2 separate regions of the Sus scrofa genome follow, and region 2 is linked to region 1. Evidence: chromatin contacts called from public Hi-C data. All regions are on one chromosome and are shown on one strand. Each heading gives the region's core, a stretch centred on a gene start, on an enhancer-like site or on the middle of the called end of the contact. The rest is flanking DNA. Distances are from core to core; before and after follow the strand shown. Region 1 holds the start of PSMG1 (proteasome assembly chaperone 1). Region 2 holds the start of HMGN1 (non-histone chromosomal protein HMG-14).

The links. A called contact is a pair of places that touch in the nucleus more often than the background predicts.
Region 2: a Hi-C map of liver shows a contact between it and region 1, with 3 times the contacts expected there. The contact joins the promoter of HMGN1 here to the promoter of PSMG1 in region 1. A contact is called at or near these places in 2 of 5 promoter capture datasets (fetal liver and liver) and 1 of 47 Hi-C or Micro-C datasets (liver).

Annotation. Positions count from the first base shown.
Region 1 is chr13:202,772,507-202,777,157 of Sscrofa11.1, reverse strand. It overlaps PSMG1 (proteasome assembly chaperone 1), which reads left to right and starts at 1,559. Exons shown (of 7, transcript NM_001244457.1): 1 at 1,559-1,734; 2 at 2,947-3,053; 3 at 3,926-4,077. The coding sequence starts at 1,601. It overlaps BRWD1 (bromodomain and WD repeat-containing protein 1), which reads left to right. Exons shown (of 42, transcript XM_021070988.1): 42 at 1-1,118.
Region 2 is chr13:202,940,070-202,945,248 of Sscrofa11.1, reverse strand. It overlaps HMGN1 (non-histone chromosomal protein HMG-14), which reads left to right and starts at 1,753. Exons shown (of 7, transcript XM_021070990.1): 1 at 1,753-1,790; 2 at 1,948-2,068; 3 at 2,386-2,418; 4 at 2,504-2,533; 5 at 2,616-2,666. The coding sequence starts at 2,054.

The DNA.
Region 1 (4,651 bases), core at 310-2,809:
TTAAGACTATTTTATGCAAAATTTTTTGACAGTTTCAGTGACATGAAGAATTCATTTCAAAATTGTAACTCTGCTTTCCCAGTGGTTGGGTATTTAATTTGAACATAGACTTGCCCTATTTAAAGTGCTTGGCCTAAATTGACTGTAACTGCATGAAATAAGCATTTGTTTAAAATTTAACATCCTTGCAAAACTCTCTGAAATGTATGCAGAATTTTAATCATGGTTAAATGTGCTGTCATTATTCTAGTTATCATTTTTGTCAGCTTTCCAGAAATGATTACTTCGTAATGTAACGAAATCCAGTTGAGGCTAAAAAGGAAGTTATTTTATTCCACAAAAGGACTAAGACAAAGTAATACCCAAACTTTTATTCTGCAATTCATTCTATAAAGTCAAATAACCCAGGAGTGTTAATGCAGTTTTAAAATATTGCACAGATAATCTTGCATATTCTAGCTCACTGACTATACCCAAAATTTCCTATTCCTACTAGATAGCAGTTTGGTCTTACTATTTATACTTAGGTGTTCAAATCTTGCCTCACAACTGAAAATACTATTTTGCAGTAAGGTGTAAATCGCTAACCACTGGCTTTATGTAAATGCTTTTGTTGATCATTGTTTCTCCACATCTTAAAAAGAGATGTTTCTAAGCAACATACTTCTGATATTTTTTCATCTCGAGGCTGCCCTCACCCCAAATTAGTACTTAACTTTGTGACTCTTTACTGGCAAGTTTCCAGAATGTAAGCAATGCCCTCTAGTTTCAGCACTAGATAAATGGTGTTTTTTTTTGTTGTTGTTGCAATATTGTATTTTTTCATTTTCATTTAAACTGTGGTACAGTGTCCCTTTTTTTCTTCTGCTTGGACTAGTGCTCCGTGAACTGTTTTCCAGCAAAATTGAGAGAAGAGAACCAGTTCAAAAATAATTACATATCTTGCTTATTAATGAAAGGCTATTTAAAGCGAAAACAAATTTTGTATGAAATAGCCAAGTTTTAGAAATGAAGCAACTATTTTTGCATTCTCATGAAATCTTTTAGATTAGCTCGACAATCATCGGCTTTTGAAATGTGAATTCCTACTGCCAGAGTAAAGGCTCATTTTTACAACACTACGAAGCACTGTATTTCTTCCTGCCCTTCCACCCATCCTCTGTCCGCTGTCCCAAGGAGGCGCCAGGCCAGGGGCCGGCACCTACCTGGGGACAGTCAAGGTTTGAAGCCGGGCGCTTAATAAACCACAGCGCATCCCGTCACTCCTAAGCGAGAAGAAACCGCAGAGCTGCGCAAGGAAAGGCGGTCCGGCTGGCCCGGGTCCCCGGCGCGCTGCCGACTAGGGCGGGGGCGGCCGAGCCCCTCCTCTTCCGCGTGGGTTACCTGCAGGGACAGCGGCCCCGCCCCCCGGCTCGCCTGGCCTTTCTAGCCCGCAGTCGTCCGGTCTCTTGGTGGCTCCGGTTTCCGGGGGCGCGAGCCCCAGGTGGGCCAGGGGGCGTGCCCGCAGCCAGGGGCGGGGCGTGGGCGTGGCCCGCGCAGCGCGCATGCGCGGGGCGCATGCGCTGCCTTGTGGCGCCGCAAGCCGGCCGGGAGGGAGATCATGGCGGCCACGTTCTTCGGCGAGGTGGTGAAGGCGCCTTGCCGAGCCGGGACGGAGGATGAGGAGGAGGAAGAAGAGGGGAGGAGGGAGACGCCCGAGGACAGGGAGGTCCGGCGACAGCTGGCACGAAAGAGGTGAGGTGCTGGGCGCGCCGTCGCAGACGCGGGCCGGGCGGGCGCAGGAGCCGGGGCGGCGCGCAGGCCGCAGGTTGCGGCGGGTCCCGGCGGGTCCGGCCGCGCCAGCTGCGGGTGGGCCTGCGGCGGGCTCTCGCGTTCTTTAAAGGCCTCCTTTAGCAGTGATGCGGCGCGTTTCCTGCGGGCTTGTTAGGTTTTCCAGGGTTGCAGGGCAGTCTTCGTGCCCCAGGAGTGTCGTGTGTTTAGTCCACGGACCTAAGACAACTCTTATTAAAAAATTTATCATCTGCTCCACTCCAGTTAGGTAGCAGGATGTGTCAGTACCAGATGGCTCTGTCTTTTTAAAGAAAGTATTATTTCCAAATACACAGTCATTGGAGAGAATAGTAAAACGCTATTTTACGCCCATCCAATCCCATAAGATTGTGCCACAGTTACTTTCTGTCTCACTAGCCCCAGGTGAGTCCCAGTCACCATGGCCTTTCACCTCTGCATTTTACAGAATGCTTCTCCAACGAGCTAGACATCGTACAGATGCTGTCATCATCCGTAATACTTAACAATACTTTTGATTACTATTTAGTAGCCAGTCCACGATCAGGTTTATCCAGTTGTCTTAGATGTGACATTTTACAGTGTTTCTGTAAATCAGAACCCTGACGCAGCCCACACCTTACATTTGGACGTGTTGTCTCTTGAATTTCCTTTCATGTTAGAGCACCTGCCTTCCTTTTTCACGGTTGCTGAGAGGCTGGTTGTCCTCTAGGATGTCTCACGCTCTAGGTTTGTCTCATTGCTTCTTCTTGGTGTCCTTTGTGCAGATGGGTGTATACCCGCTTTGCCTGTTAAGGAAAGTTCTTTCTAGAGGCTTGGTCAATGCTTTGCTGGCGCGAATGCCTCGGAAGTGGTTTTTGCGGTGTCTTACTTCACGCTGTACCCAGTTATCCCACTTTTAGGGATGCTGAGATGGGTTGATCAGCGGGTCACCTGGACAGCCTGATCTGTCTCATACAGTTAGTTCTCTGTGAATGGTTTTACCTATTAATTATTGTTGCACGAATCCACTGTTTCCTTAGGATTGTAATTATTTTCTTTATAAAGTTAAAGTTTGCATTTTTCTTAACACAAAATCATATTTGTTCCCTTTATGTCACACTCTGATACTGAGTATATTTAAATGGCTTTAGTTGTCTCTCTTGTTCCTTGTGTTAGGGAGGTTCGGCTCCTTCGAAGACAGACAAAAACATCTTTGGACGTTTCTCTGCTAGAAAAATATCCTTGCTCCAAGTTCATAATCGCTATAGGAAATAATGCAGTAGGTAAGTGGAGATGCTACATTGTTTTGTTGAAAGAGCAAAGTCTGACATTATGTCTCTCCAGCATAAAAAGTTTCAGATGTCTGTTACTTTTCTCAAAAAAGTCATAGCAGAGGAAACTTGTATCTGAGTGAAATCTATCCTTGCTCCTGTGACACTTTTTGATGAACTTGGAAGATAAGATTTAAGGGAAATATCCTCGGCTTCGGGAACTTCCAAACTCAAAAAGAGTTTCTAGTGTCCAGGTTTTCTTAGGCTTCTGGGCCAGTTTTGGCCAGACTGGGGGTGGGGGGTGGCGGCATGTGCATGCGGCCCCCAGTTGCAGGGCTCCCTCAAGTGTTTTAAATGAACAGACTCCTTTGAAAACATAATGAGAACTCTAAAAATAACAGAAATAATCATGAGGTTTTTTTTTAGTATTTCATCTCTGGGATCTTGTCGTATATGAATCCGTTTGATAGGTTAAGTCAGAAGGGTGAAGAGTTGAGTTAGAACAGCGCACACCCGCACCTGGGTGATTTAGGGCATTTATGGGCCTGGAGGAGAGATTCTTTGCGCCGGGAGGTACTGCTAGAGCCAGTAGAACAGTACCTGGACTGTTGATGTCAGGTTCTCCTGGCCTGAGGTCTTCGGGTATAGAGTGCGAGAGTGTGGAAGGCCTGTCGCTACGCCTGTCCTCCTGATCTCCCGGCTCAGCGTGTGACCTTTAATTTCTTGAGGCCTCTCCTTTTTCTGGAAAATGCTGGTGTAAGGTTGATGGTCTCAAATGGCTTTTTTAGCTCCAAGGGTCAAGAGTAACTGGAATTTATTTTTCATTGAATAGAAAATGCAACTTGCAGAGCCAAACACTAACTGACTTGAACTGTTTTTCACAGCATTTTTATCATCATTTGTCATGAATTCAGGAGTCTGGGAAGAAGTTGGTTGTGCTAAGCTCTGGAATGAGTGGTGCCGGACAACAGACACTACACATCTGTCCCCAGCGGAGGCTTTTTGTGTGTTTTATCACCTAAAATCGAATCCCTCGGTACGTGTGGCCTAACTCATATGTTTGATAGTTTTTTAGGCATCATTTATGTAGTGTTCATGTGAATTGCACGTTTCTTTATAACTACTTTTGAGCTAAGGAATTCTATGTGTAGGCAGTGCTAGTAACCACTTTTATCTTTAAGTATTAATGTGCAATATACAGTGTGTTGGAAGACCTCTCAGGAAATTTTGAGATGATTTTTTAAGAAACAAACCATTGCCCTAACCTTGCCTTCTTTCTCAAGATCATGCCAGCAAATCTAAATGTGGGAAAACATGTGTGTGCTGTGAAAGCGGGGAATTCTGCTTCGTGGTCATATACCCAGTATTTAGCCACTGCCTGGCACATTCCAGAAACTCACTTAACACTGAGCCAGCGAATGCCTTCTGCATTCTAAGTACAGTTGTGTTGACATTGAGCTTTTATCCTAACCTGACTCATCCTGATTTTTTTTTGAGTTATAAAAGGTAGTCTGTAGCTGATGGCAATTGATTTTGTTGTGCCTCATTAGTCCTGATCCTACGTTTGGGTCAATGCAGAGAGAGCAGCGTCCTGGGCAGTTTGGGAGACA
Region 2 (5,179 bases), core at 504-3,003, 170 kb before region 1:
CGAGCCGCGTCTGTGACATACACCACAGCTCACGTCAACGCTGGATCCTCAACCCACTGAGCGAGGCCAGGGATCCAACCCGTAACCTCATGGATCCTTGTCAGATTCGTCTCCGCTGCACCACGACGGGAACTCCTGATGTTATTCATTTTTAATGCAAATAGGAGAGGAAAAAAAGAAAAAGGATAACTTTTTCATCTTACTCTGCTTCCCCCCAATAGTTTTCTCCAGAGGCAACCACTAGCCTCATGTTCTTGGTCATCTTCCTGAGATACACAATGAATGTATAACTTTATATTCAATAGCTGCTACCGAGAAAATAAGGCGAGAACTGGAAATGGGGAGTTGCAATTGTAAATTGAAAGGTCAGGAAAGGCCTCAACAAGAGGGTGACATTTGTGCATGGACCCAGAGGAGGAGAGCACTGGTCTGAGGCAGAGCATGGAGCAGAGGGACAGCAGGTGATTAGGCCTGAAGCAGGAGCTGCCCAGCCTATTTGAGGCTGGGAGGTGACACGGGGTAAGCAGTGGTGAAAGTCGTTTGAAGCGGGCCAGAGTGCAGAGATCTTTATAAACCACCCTTAAGAACTTTAGACTTTCTTCGGTGAGAAGGGAAGGCATTAGTTATTGATCAGGAGTTAAGAGACTGACTAGGGACTTTCAAAATCCACTTCTTGGGTAAAGAGCGGCCTCATTCTTTTCCGCAGTGGCTCATTATTCCACTAGGCGAAAGCGTCATAGCTTATCCGGGCGTCTCAAATGATGGACATTTGGTCTGTTTCCAATCTTTCTGACTCAAAAGTACTCCAGTGTTTCTTCCTCCCCAAGAATTAATTCCAGCTGACAATTTTCCGATTAAGAGCTTTTTTTACAGTAATCAATCTGCCCTTTTAAACATAATTTTCTTTTGGTTACTTGTGATCTCACTGGTTCCGAGGTTTCCAGCTCAGATCCCCAGCCAGAAGCTCTTTTTCTATCTCGGAAAGATGCTTAGGTGAGCAACTGGTTAAAACGGGCACGAGCTGGATGGCCCTACTCCGCACTTCACTTCTGTGCAGGAGGGACCGGCCGGCCCAGAGAGCGGTTTCGAGTCCTGGGGCCGGCAGCCTCCGGGACTCAGGAGCCCACTAGCCTCCTGAGACGAACCGCCAGCACCCCCAGCCCCTAAGGGAACGGATAACCTAAAAGAAACTGCACAGAAACAGCTGACCACGAGCAACCCAGCAGGGTAGCAGGGCCGCGACTCCAGGGACGTCGCAAAAACCCGCGCCTGCGCAGTGCAGCCCCGCGCCGACTTTCCTTCCCACGACCTCCCCTTCCGCGCCTGCGCACTAGAATCCGCCTCCTGCAGGCCAGCGAGGCTGAAGACCTATTAGCCTTTCTTACCAACTGAGGTGGAAGAAGTTGGTTCATATTTGAACGTGTTATCTCTTCCTTCCCAGTCTGTGAGACTAACTAAAACCCTTCCAACCCAATTCACCCTACAGGAAAGGGACTTGATCCCCGGGCTTTCTTGGCTCTGGCTGGCGCCCAGGTAGCCAGGGGGGTTGTGGGCGGGCTCACCCGGAGACCACGTGGCGGGCCTCAGCCAATCGGCGCTCAGACCGCACTTTGCGGCTCGGCTTCAAACAAACTACCGTGAGGCGAGGGCGGCCCGTGGGGCCCCGCCCCCTCGCCTGGGTCTGGGGCCCCGCGAGACGGCGGGCGGGGTGGGGGCGCCGAGAGCGGGGGCGGGGCGCAGTGGTCGAGTGACGGCCGGCCTCACCTATTCCGGGCGCTGGCCGCGGCACGGTGGGCCCCGCAGCCAATGGGCGTGGGTGGGGGCGGGGGGCGGCCCGGCTGGAGGGGAGGGGGAGCCTGCGGCCGGGGGATGCGGGGGGAGGAGGGGGCGGGCTCCCAATCCGGTTCCATCCGGTTCTCCCACCGCCCCCGCCGCGGGTCCCAGCAGCTCCGGCGGCGGGAGGAGCGGCAGCGGCCAGGCAGCCCAGATTCGCGAAGGCTCTCGGCGCGCCGCGGACCGCAGGCACCCGGCACGCGCCCGCGCCCTCGCCACGATGCCCAAGAGGAAGGTGAGCGGCGGCCGCGGCCCGCACACGCCCCCTCCGCCGCCCGGCCGCGGCGCCCAGCCAGGCAGGCCCAGGCCCCGCCGCGCCCTCGGCGGCGCTGGGCCCGGGAGGCGCCGCGGGCCGGCGGAGGGCGGGCGCGCACCGGCATGGGGCGCGCGGTTCCGGAACGTTCGGCGGCCCGCGGAGCCGGGTGGGAGATTCGAACGCGGCGGCGGGAAGCCGCTGACGTCACGCGGCCGGGTATTGTTCTCGCGGGCGCAGGGCGCGCGGGCACTTTTGTTTGCGGGCTGCGCCCACTCGCTGTCTGCTTCCTCCCGCAGGTCAGCTCCGCCGAGGGGGCGGCAAAGGAGGAGGTAAGAGCCCCCCGCCTGTCCCGGGGTGGGTTCGGTTCGCCCCGCGTCCCGTGCGTCTTACTCATTCTGCTTTTCTTTCCCGAAGCCCAAGAGGAGATCGGCGAGGTTGTCAGCTGTAAGTAAAGTGAGCCCCCTAACCTTCCTTTTCCGTGGGATCCTAGCGCGGGAAGAAACTCAGTGCTACCTTTGCCTTTCAGAAACCTGCTCCTGCAAAAGTGGAAGCGAAGCCAAAAAAGGCGGCAGGAAAGGTAGGTTTCCAACTTCAACCCTAAGAGACCGTGGTGTCTTCGAAATGCCGCGGTGCTACCTTAACGCACGTTGCCGGCGGCGGCCAAGACCTTGACTTTGAGTATCAAAATTGTCTACAGTTTGACGTCATAATCTCCTGGAAAGTCGGGATTTGACCACGTTTAGCACTGTGATTTAAGGTTTTTATAATATGAGTAAAGAACATTTTTCCGGCCTGGGTAAGATATGGTGGATGTAGTGATTATCCCGGTTAATGGAGATAGAATGTATCACAGTAATGCTGCTGCAGAATTTGGGAAACTTAAGACGGCCGCAAATACTGGGAGACTAACTTTGGCTTTCCAGGGAAATCCATTCTTTGTGTTGTGCTCCTTATGGCTAGCGCTTCTCTGTTCGTTGCACGCCTGTACTTCCTCTTGCGACCATAACAGCAAAGCTAGGCCTGAGGCCAGCAGAAGGGAATGTGTATGTGTCTGCGTGTAAGGTTTGCAAGGCAAGGTAGGGGGTCCTATTTTACATGGAGAGAGAGAGCAAGAGTTGTGTTCCTTGAAAACATGGCTAAGAGGAGTCTCAGAGTTTAACCTGCAGTTGTATGCTTAGGAGTTCCCTGAATTATTTTATTGTATCAGACCGAGTTAACGGTAAACAGCATGACCATTGCTTGGAAGAGATTCACCATTGCTTTATTCACGTTGCGGGCTTGGGGGCCGAAGTTGTTCTTGGGTATGTGTTGGTTTGAAAATAACTTGGGAAAGCAAAATGTGTTTATGTCATTTGTAACTTTGTTTTTGGAGCTCTGGGAAGCTCTCCTTGTTATTCAGGGGAAATTCACTGGTGTGATTAATTTCTATTTACTCAAAACTTTCCTGAGAGTTTGCTAGTAGAAAACTCTCCCCTTATAAGTCTTTCTTGCCATCACCCGGTTCCTAAACTTGTGGGTGGAAGCTCAGCACTGCTTAATCAAAGGGTGTCCTGCCCCCTGTCCCGTGGCCATCCGTCCCCCCCCCCACATTTTTTTTCTTTAATCATTGTATAGAGGTCAGTGGTGAAAGTCATTTTTCCAGTAGAAAGCTCTGTTTTGTGACTTTAAGGGTTCAAAGAAGGTATGTGTGTAGTACATCAGCTTTCTCACACCAAAAAGTAGGGAATACATTTGTACAAAAAATAAGAGTACCCGAGAAACTTTATGAAGCCAAGAAAAAATAGTGGCTCTTGTTGCATAGTGGGGGTTTTTTGGTTTTTTTTCTCCTTATTTATCTCTGTCTATATTTTGATCTCCCCTTAAAATTTTAAGTGAAAACTTTGTTCAAATTTTACCTCCGTTTGGTTTGGGGACCACAGAGGTAATCAGCATCTTCCTCTCAGTCAGAGGCAAACAGGTAAGTTTTCACCTTGATGTTCCTTGAGGAATAAAATTGTCAGTTCACTTTTCTCAAAGGAAAAATGATGGGAACAGGGAGGAGCATTTTCCCCTCGAGTTTCTGTAGTGTGGCTTTGCGTAATTGATGGGTTTGCAGACCTTAGACGGGGCGTAAGTCTTTTGATGTGTTGATTACCTTTCTACAGACACCTTGTTTTGTTTCATCTCATTCTCCAGCTATTAACAGTTAGAAGTGGTTTTCAGTCCAGGCTATTGCATGTTCTGTTTTTACTTTTTTATATTACTGTTACAGTGGTTATGAAATCAATGAGAAATCTGAAATCACTTATAAAAGAACCATTAGTTTTGGGGGGGGTGCTTTTTACGGCCACACTCGAGGCATGTGGAGGTTCCCAGGCTAAGGGTCAAATCAGAGTACAGCTGCTGGCCTACGCTGCAGCCACAACCATATCAGATCCAAGCCTTGTCTGTGACCTACACCACAGCTCACAGCAACGCTGGATCCTTAACCCACTGAGCAAGGCCAGGGATCGAACCTGCAACCTCGTGGTTCCTAGTTGGATTCATTTCCTGTGAGCCACGATGGGAACTCCAAAAGAACCATTTTTTAAATACAAAGGGATTATGACACTTGACGGTGCTGTTTATGAGATTATTTATCCCTAAGACACTGCGTTGCTAGTCAGTGTCCTGCCGTCCTTCTGTGTGATTTGCCACTTCTGCTACAGAGAGTATCGCACTGGTGTTTCCCCTCAGGTAACACACAACTTTCCAGGGACGTTGCTTACTTGGCTTGGCACTTGTCTCCGTTCTGTTTACAGAAATGAATATGAGATGTTTGTTACATTTTCTCCTTCGCTATCAGTGGGTGGCATCCAAAAATATTGTTTTATAAAGTGGCTTAATTTTGGACTTTCACCATTGTACTAACACCTGTGCTTTTCGTGTTCTTCAAACACCTAAACAAAAGCGATACACTCTCAAATGATACTCTGGGCTCTTCATTATGTGAGATCCAGGGCTTACCTGTGGCGGGACCGTCAGCCTGACCTCCCAACATGTTGCTGCTTTCAGGCAGATGGTCTTACTGTGAGGGGGACCGTCCTTCGGGACAGTGGTTCGTTGACAGTT